Regions from separate parts of the Capra hircus genome. Here region 2 is linked to region 1. Evidence: chromatin contacts called from public Hi-C data. All regions are on one chromosome and are shown on one strand. The core of a region is the stretch at or near the end of the contact, and the rest is flanking DNA. Distances in the headings are between cores, read along the strand shown. Region 1 has its middle 70 kb from the start of EGFLAM. Region 2 holds the start of GDNF (glial cell line-derived neurotrophic factor).

Region 1 (4,023 bases), core at 769-3,268:
CCACTATGCAAACAAAACAAACCCTCAGAAAATAATGAGTACTTGATATAAAAAATTTGAATGTAAAGAATTCTCACTGTTGGTATGATTATCAAATGATATGCCATTATGAAAAACAATACAAGGTTTCTAAAAAAAATTAAAATAGAACTACAATATGATCCAGCAACACCACTTCTGGGTACATATCCAAAAAATTGAAAATAGGATTTTGAAGAGATATTCGCACATCCACATTTATTGCAATATTATTCACATAGTCAAGATCTGGAAGCATCCAAAATGTTCACTAACAATGAATGGGTGAAGAAAACATGTATAGACATGCAATGGGATATTATTCAGACTTAATAAAGAAGGAAATCTTGGCACGTACTAAAACATGGGTAAAACTTGAGGACAGTTTGCTAAGTTAAATAAGCTGGTCACAAAAAGACAAATATTGCATGATTCTACTCATGAGAAAGCTAAAGTAAACTCATAGAAACAGAAAGTAGGATTGTGGCTGCCAGGAGCTGAGGGGAGGGAAAAATAAGATGTTTTTCAGCGGGTATAGAGTTTTCGTAATACAAGATGAAAATGTTCTAGAAATCTGTTGTATAATACCATGAATGACGTATAGTTACCAACGCTTACTGTGCACTACAAAATTATTAAGAGGCTAAATTTATGTTGACTGTTCTTTTACAACTAAAAAATGAAACAAAAACATGATGAGAGCAAGGACCAGGATAATGGAGTGACTTACCCAAGGTCATGAACTAGCCAGTGCTGGGACTAGAATGCAGGCTGGCCAAGTCCAGATCACTGGCCTTTTTCCTACACCTTGCCAACTTCTTGTCCTGAGTTCTGTCTTATTTGTAATACCATTTTAGAGACTTGAGATGGCCTTTAGTGAGGACTGCTCTGAGGGGAGAGTCAACTCTTTATTGAACATGATAGCTCCGTTAAAAACATGGCCTTGTATCTTTGTGAGGCTTGCCCAACAAGCTTCCATAATTGAGTTCCTAATTTTACAGCAAGCAATCACACATTCACATTGCACTCAGCTTTTGCCACCTTTCAATTATGGAGCTCAAGCCCCTTCGGAGGAGGTCAAGATTCATGGTTTGCTTACTGCATGAAATGACAGCTATATTATAGAGTGAAAAATGCGAGGCCTGGAAAGGTCAAAGGGCCTATCTAACATTATAATGCCATCCTTAAGGGGAACACGCTTTAAGGTCAAATTATTTAAAACTTCTCCCCCTCTCCTCATTTCAGCCTGATGGTTGCCTGTCTCATTCCCCAGCAGTGGGAAGTGATTAAAATACAGAAACACAGAAGTTTTAGTCCCAGCATTATCTTTTGCCCTTGGAAATGGCCTCCTTGCCTCTGTGGGAAAGGTATCAAGTGTTTCCTTGATTCTAGGGACAATTTTTTTTGCAAATTTGTAATTTGGGGTGACTGAGGCTCTGAAGTGAGGTGGGGCATGGGAACCCCTTTCCAGATGGGGAATGTGGGCAGGTTACAATAAGTAGCTCCTGCAAATGGAAGTGAAAGGCCAAAAGCGCCTGGAGTCATAATTCCATCTGCGCTGAGGCAGTCATAACTCATGGTTTCCTGAACACTCCAGACGCTCCAGAGGGTAATTAGGGCTGCCTTCTCAGGGGCCCACATGCCCTAAATGGGGTCCAGTTGGACCGACAGACCCCCCCCCTCTTCCCCCCACACTTGGAACTGAGGTTGGGCACCTGGTCAGCCAGCCTCCTGGTTCAGCTCAGGTTCTGGGTTTAGGAAACAAGAAGCTGCCAGCCCTTCACCGTCTTCCCGGAGGGTGTGCTTCCTCTGGGTTAACTTGTCAAAGTTGGCTTCCAGGAGGAAAGCCACAAGCGGCACCACACTGACAAGCGGTTGCCGCGTGGGGAGGGGCCCGGCGTGACCGCCACTCCCGCGTGGGAGCAGCGTGGACCCCGACGCCACGCCTCTGAACGGGGGCGGGGGAGCGTCTGCTGGAGCCTCGTGGACCCCTGGGACCCCAGCATTTTGGGGACCCCAGAATTTTGGGGCTTCCTGTGCCCCGCCGGATCTCCCGCCTGGCATTCCGCACCCCGGGGCGGGCACGCTGATGTCCCTTCTCCAGCCTCCAGCCTGACCCTGACCTCTGGGTCCTGAGGTTGGCACGGATTTATAACCCTGAGCTGCTTTTTATCTCTTCGGGAAGTAGACGTTTTGCTTGGGAAGTTTTTCAATTTCCTCCTGGCCTGGACCAAACCGCTCAGATTTCCGAGGCCGAGCTTCTCCTCTCCTGCTTGGGAGGCTCACTCCGCCTGCAGACAGGCCTCTGCAAAATGCCTGGAGGGTGGAGCAGACAGGCCTTCCTGACAGGCCTCCCTCTTACCAAAATGCATATGAGGGGCGGGGGCACAACGACGGCCAGCCATCACCCCTCCCTAAATGTCCCCTCCAAAGTGACCACAAATTCTCCTAAGCCACAATCTCCCAGGACAGGGCCCCACAGCGACACCTCCCCCCGTGGCTACGGTGGTTCTGAAACACCCCAAAGTTCCATTCCCACTGCTCTAGTCACTGGACAGGAGACAGAATGGGGCGAAGCAAATCTAGTCCTCCTACCCTTAATCCTCCTGAAACTTTAGAGCATCATTCACAAGGAAAAAAAGATGAACCCAGGACAGTCCAACAACAGCATACATCAGGCTCCTCACCAATAACACTGATGCCTTTTTTTTTTTGTTTTGCGGAGAAGTTTTCATCCAATTACACACACATCTTTTTCCCCCCTCCATAAATTCCCCTCCTCTAATCCCCATACTCACCCTCCCACGCAGTTTTCCCTCTTACACACGATGTCATCTGAAAGTCAGGGAAAGCAGTAAAGTCAAGGCATCCCTTTTGTAGCTTGGCGAATATCTTCCGTTTTGATGGCTCTTTTATCCTGAAACGCTTCACCCACTTCATATCCCAGGATAACTTCACCCACCACTGAAGTACCGCCAGCCGGCTCAGGAGGGGAAAGTGGCAGCTGTTGCTCTGTTTAAGGCAGGAAGTGAAGAAGAACATGATATTCAATTGAAACTGCAGGGGGAATTCAGCGAGACAGCAGGGTCTAGTGGAGACCAACGGCCTGGGCGATCAGCCGGTCTGAGTCCTCTCCCGTCTCTGCCACCAGCTCCTGGGGGTGACCTTGGGCCTGTCACTAAAACCTGCAGGGCCTTCGTTTCATCTGAAAAATGGTGGTGATGATACCTGCATCCTCGCAGGGATAGTTATGAGGATTAGAGAGATTAGGAAAATAAACAGGGCTCTTTTGATCCCTTCAAAGTCAGCAGCAAAGGATGGATGGATGCAGAAAGCCATCTTAGGCTGAGTGGATTCGGCTGCCAATTACAGGATGTGATCTGAGGTGTAATGAAAAGGCGGCCAGAGCCGAGATGCCGCTCCCAGCAGCCCGCAAAGCTGCTCTGAAATCCCGCTGTTGGAAAGACATGCAAAGAGCTGGGTTCACATATGAATGTGACCTCTAGGAGCGACAGCACAGCCTTCTCCTGAGCTAGCTGGAACAGTTTGCCAGTTTCCCAGGAGAAAAAAGGGTCCTGAGTGAGTGAGACATTTGAACGAGTCCATATTATTGGAGAAGAGTTTAGTACAAAGAGAGTGAAATCAGCATCAGCGTTTATGGTGGTTAGTGACGTGGGGAGGGGAGTGATACTTCAGAAGCTGGTTATTAGAAACACTGTAATCAATGTTAGGCTATTGATAACAGTATGTAATCAATATTATTATGGTAACAGTAAGATCACCCTGCTGAAACAATGTTACCTGATGTCTGTTCTCTCTGTAAGATGCTGTACGCATCCTTTCTTACCAAGTTTGTTTTTTTTTTATACACATTTTTTAAAATTTTTATTTATTTATTTTTTACTTTACAATACTGTATTGGTTCTTACCAAGTTTTGTTCTTCATATGTCCGTGCTCACTCGTTTAAGTTGTGTCCGACACTTTGTGACCCCATGGACTATAAC
Region 2 (4,023 bases), core at 954-3,453, 400 kb before region 1:
GCCACTTTAAGTATAGAACCGCTGCACGAACGCTCTCCACCACCCCCCAATCCTCTCCGAATCCAAATTACCCCCGGAACTTTTGGATATCCTCACCAGCACCCCTGCTGTTCATCCTCTCCTACCGCTCTTCATCCTCTCTCCCGGATTTTTCTCTACCCGCTTCACTTAAGCTGGTTTCTCGGCAACCTGGTTTTTGAACTCCCCCTCCCTCCCCCGCGTCTCGGTGATAGCCTCACCGCGGGTAAGCGCTCCCGCCGCCAGTGCCCCCGCACTTTCCCGTGTCTGGCAGGCTGGGAGGTTTGCCCTCGAGATCCAGGTCTCAGGAGGAGAAAAAGGGAGGCGGGAGTGGATGGGTGGGGGCGCGCTGTAACTCGGAGGCTTTCTTTCGGAATACGGACAGAAGTTGCTGAAAGATGTATTGCTTTTCAGCTGTGCCTTGTATCCTGAACTGACGGTGGACTTACTCAGTTGGTGCCAACACCGCAGTAGGGAAAAGAATGAGCCACGCTTTCTGCAGACAGTCTGGGAATAGGTCAAGGGCCCGAGGCCGTGTTTCAGATCCAGAATGCACCCGAACCCCTTGCGAGAATGGGCTGGGGACGCTGCGGGCTCCTCGGACACCTGACACTTGTTGTAAAGGCGCTACTGTCCCTGAACCCTGCCAAAGCGAAGATATGGCGAAACTCAGTGCAAACCCGGTCGCGGATGGGCGGAAGCCCAGAAGCTCGCATTGGAGCTTTGCGGGTAGAGGTGCGTGCGCGAGGTTAGCAGTAGCATCTCTTCCTTGGAGTACTTAAGTGAACATCGAAAAGACTGTGCAAGAGTCGAGTGCGCTCTAACATATCCGCGGCAGCGCCCAGGAGAGTTGTGTTTGCCCCCACCAATGAGCAAAAATCTTGCGAGCACCGGGTTGGGCAGCTCCCCCGGAGAGCGCGCGTCTGCTCTGCAGACCGGTTTGCCACCGCCGAAACCAGAGAGGCGCCAGAAGGCTGGGGAGGTCCGCGGAAAGTTATTTCCCGCCCCGAGAGGGGCTGGAAACCAAAAGGCGGCGAAATCAGCCCTGAGGTTGTGCAGGGTAGTGGTGGAGAATGTTAACTGGGGGAGGTGGCACAGAGTGCAGGAGAAAAGCGGTCATTCAAATCATCACTTAGATGGCGTAGGGGAGACCTTGAGGCTCGAAAGTCTGTTGGAGACGAAGACCCAGGTCCTGGGCTATCCCGGAAGCCCCTCGCTTAACCTCGACGGGGATGGTTAGTTGAAATTGCGGGCTCATGCAAGTAACCGGGTTCAGAAAAGGGCGAGGAATGTAGATTTGCAAGACGGCTCCAGAGGAGATGAGCGCTCTGTTTTTAGGTTCTCAGCACCTTTAGTAGCAGCCCCTCCCGGGGCCTACACTTTCCCTCGGAACAGACCAAAACAAGTTACACCCCAGTAATGATATCTATGCAGCAGCGCCTCCACAGAGGACCCAACTTTGGCAGTGGTGGGTTCAAAGACGATCCCAGCCCGGCACCTTCCCAGGACTTGACAGAAGAGCGCCCCGCCGAGTCGGGGAGGGAAACTGTCCCTGTCGAATACCTCGGGGTCTAGAGAGAGGCATGAGGGACCCCAGAGATCTTTGCCCACGTGGAAAGGCAAACTGCCCCTCTGCAAGGCCAGCCTGTCTCCAGTTTAACTTCTCTTTCTCTGTCCTCCCAGTGTCTCGGTTCCCTCTTAGTCTCTTCTCTTTCTAGACCCACTGCCCGTTCTGAGGTCCAGCCGCGCCCCCCTCTGTCTCCAGCGCCCCGCAGCCCGCCGCGCCTCGCAGCCCGCCGCGCCCGCCTCCCCTTAGGCCCTCTCCCCCACTCACCTCGGATCCGGTCTCCGCAGACCCCCAGCTGGACATTAACTCCAGGAGCCCCGAGTCCCAGCCAGGAGACCCATCCGGGCCGAGGGCAGGAGCGCGGAGCCCCGCCCAGCAGGTTAGGGGCACGAGTTCGCAATCCTGGGGCCGTTCCCGGCAGGGAGGGCACGCAGGAGGCGGCGGCCAAGGCTCCAGCCGCCGCCGCCGCCGCCGCCGCCGTGAGAAGGGCGAGGGATGCCGACAGCTCCCCCGCCGGCTCTCCGCACCCCCAGAAGGCAAGGTCCGAGCAGCCGCCGCTGCCTTGGTTGGGGGGTGACAGGGCTGCGCGCGCCGCGCTCTCAGCCGGGGCCGCGCGGGCGCGGGGCGCGGCGGGCGCTTCAGCCGCGGCGGCCGCGCTCTGCGCCTTCTTGGGGCGCCGCGCCGGAGAGCACGAGACGGGCCGGGCTGATGCTGCCGCCGGAGCTGAGGTCTGGCCTGGAAATCCGAACGAGACACCACGTCAACCGGCGCCGAGAGTCCCGCGAAGACATGAGGGCGCCAGGAGCGCAGGCTGGTCCTGGAGAGCCCGGGCCGGGGGCCGGGGTGGGGGAGGGGAGGCGCGGGGCCCCGGGAGGGGAGGGGTCGAGCGGCGGCGTTGGCGGGGAGGGAAAGGAGAACAGCGAGGAGGCGCCCGAGCTCCCGAAGCGGGGGGCTCCGGGTGCGAGTGGGTGACGCGAGGGGCCCCTCCCCGGGGTGCAGGGAGAGAGAGCTCAGCGCGTGGAGACGCGGCCGGGCTCGCGCTTCCTCCTCGCCGGGAAGATCCGGAGGAATGTGCGGAGCTCTGCGCGGACCAACCGAAGGGGGCAATCCGAACTTGACCGCGGCGCCCGCGCCGGGCTTCGCCCTCGCGCCTAGCTCTCTGAGCCCGGGCTCTGTCGAGTGGAGAGCTGCACTGGGCTTTCCTCGCGCCTGTCGAAGGCTTTCCTTCCACCTCGATGTCTAGCTTTTTGGCTTTTCTGCAGGGCAGAAGGCAGTGGCGAGGAGAGCTGCTGCTGGCCGGAGTTCTCCAGCACTACGAAGGAGAGATGCGCAGCTGCCCAGGGAGGGAAGCCGAGTATTTGCCAGGGGACGCTGAGACTGAAGCAGAATTTATAGGGCTCTCACTCCGTGACGTGCCCTCCAGTGGCTTTTCTGATTCGCTTTCTGACCTAAACACACATTAGTTTAGCCCCCATGCTAGGGCCAACGCGGTCTCCACATATCTGCTGGCTGAAGTCAGAGGCTTTGCATATCATGTATTACACGGCAGGCAATGAAGAAGGCTTCTGAGGCTGGCCGCTCCTCGGTCCTAGGCTCCATTTTCATGCTGTTGTAATATAATACCAGACGTGGGGTAGACACATACATTCAGAATCCCAATTCCAGAGGCGTAAGATCACTTGATTGGGAACAGGTCGGGGGAGGTTGGACTAAACCTGCTTGTATTTTCGAAAATGCAGATGGGAGACCTAAGCAAGCACTGCTTTGGGTGCTGAGTTTCCAGTGAGCAGGGACCCAGCGCCCATTCCTGATCTCTGTGAGACCTTTTAGGCATTCCTTTTGTTGGTTTGCTCACCACCAGACGCGCCAGAGCCTTCTTTTGTAGAGGACGTGAGGAGGGCAAGTCCTTACACACCCTGCACATGACTCTCCCCATAAATCCGTTGCATTCACCCAGGGCATGAAATTAGCTCTACCTTTAAAATAATGTACTGAGTAAGGTATGTCTTTGCTAAGCAGAAACCTGTTTTCCGGAAGCCATTGGACCTGAATTCAGTGGGACCTCTTCTATTTTATTAGCTGGGGCCAGGGAGAGCATAAACAGGCTCAGTTTACATCCATGTACCTCTTATTTTATGACTCATCCGGCTGTTGAGGAGTATGTGTTGGTGGAGTAACTGATACAGACAATAGACAGGGGAATTGTGTGTGGCAGTGTGGGGGAAAGAGCCCATATTACTAAACGTCTTGAAAGACAACTATCAGCTACCTTGGAGTTTTGTCAGTGAGGTTAGCGTGGGAGGAAAATTGTTATTAATGTTACCATGATTTAAGGTTAAGCGGAGTGAAAATCAAGTCATCCAGACATACCTTAGCTGAAATTAGGATGCCTACTGGAGTTCTGCAGAATGTGACATATCCTCCTTTGATGGATTACA

The links. A called contact is a pair of places that touch in the nucleus more often than the background predicts.
Region 2: a contact with region 1 is called in a Hi-C map of blood, with 7 times the contacts expected there. The contact joins the promoter of GDNF here to the enhancer-like site in region 1. A contact is called at or near these places in 2 of 5 Hi-C or Micro-C datasets (blood and liver).

Annotation. Positions count from the first base shown.
Region 1 is chr20:36,195,731-36,199,753 of ARS1.2, reverse strand. No RefSeq gene overlaps it. Among named protein-coding and RNA genes, the nearest start is that of EGFLAM, 70 kb to the right of the region's middle. Within about 2 kb of position 2,018, at least 1 of the 5 cell types and tissues checked has an H3K27ac peak or open chromatin away from gene starts, as enhancers often do.
Region 2 is chr20:36,599,398-36,603,420 of ARS1.2, reverse strand. GDNF (glial cell line-derived neurotrophic factor) reads right to left here and starts at 2,203. Exons shown (of 3, transcript XM_018065785.1): 1 at 1,853-2,203.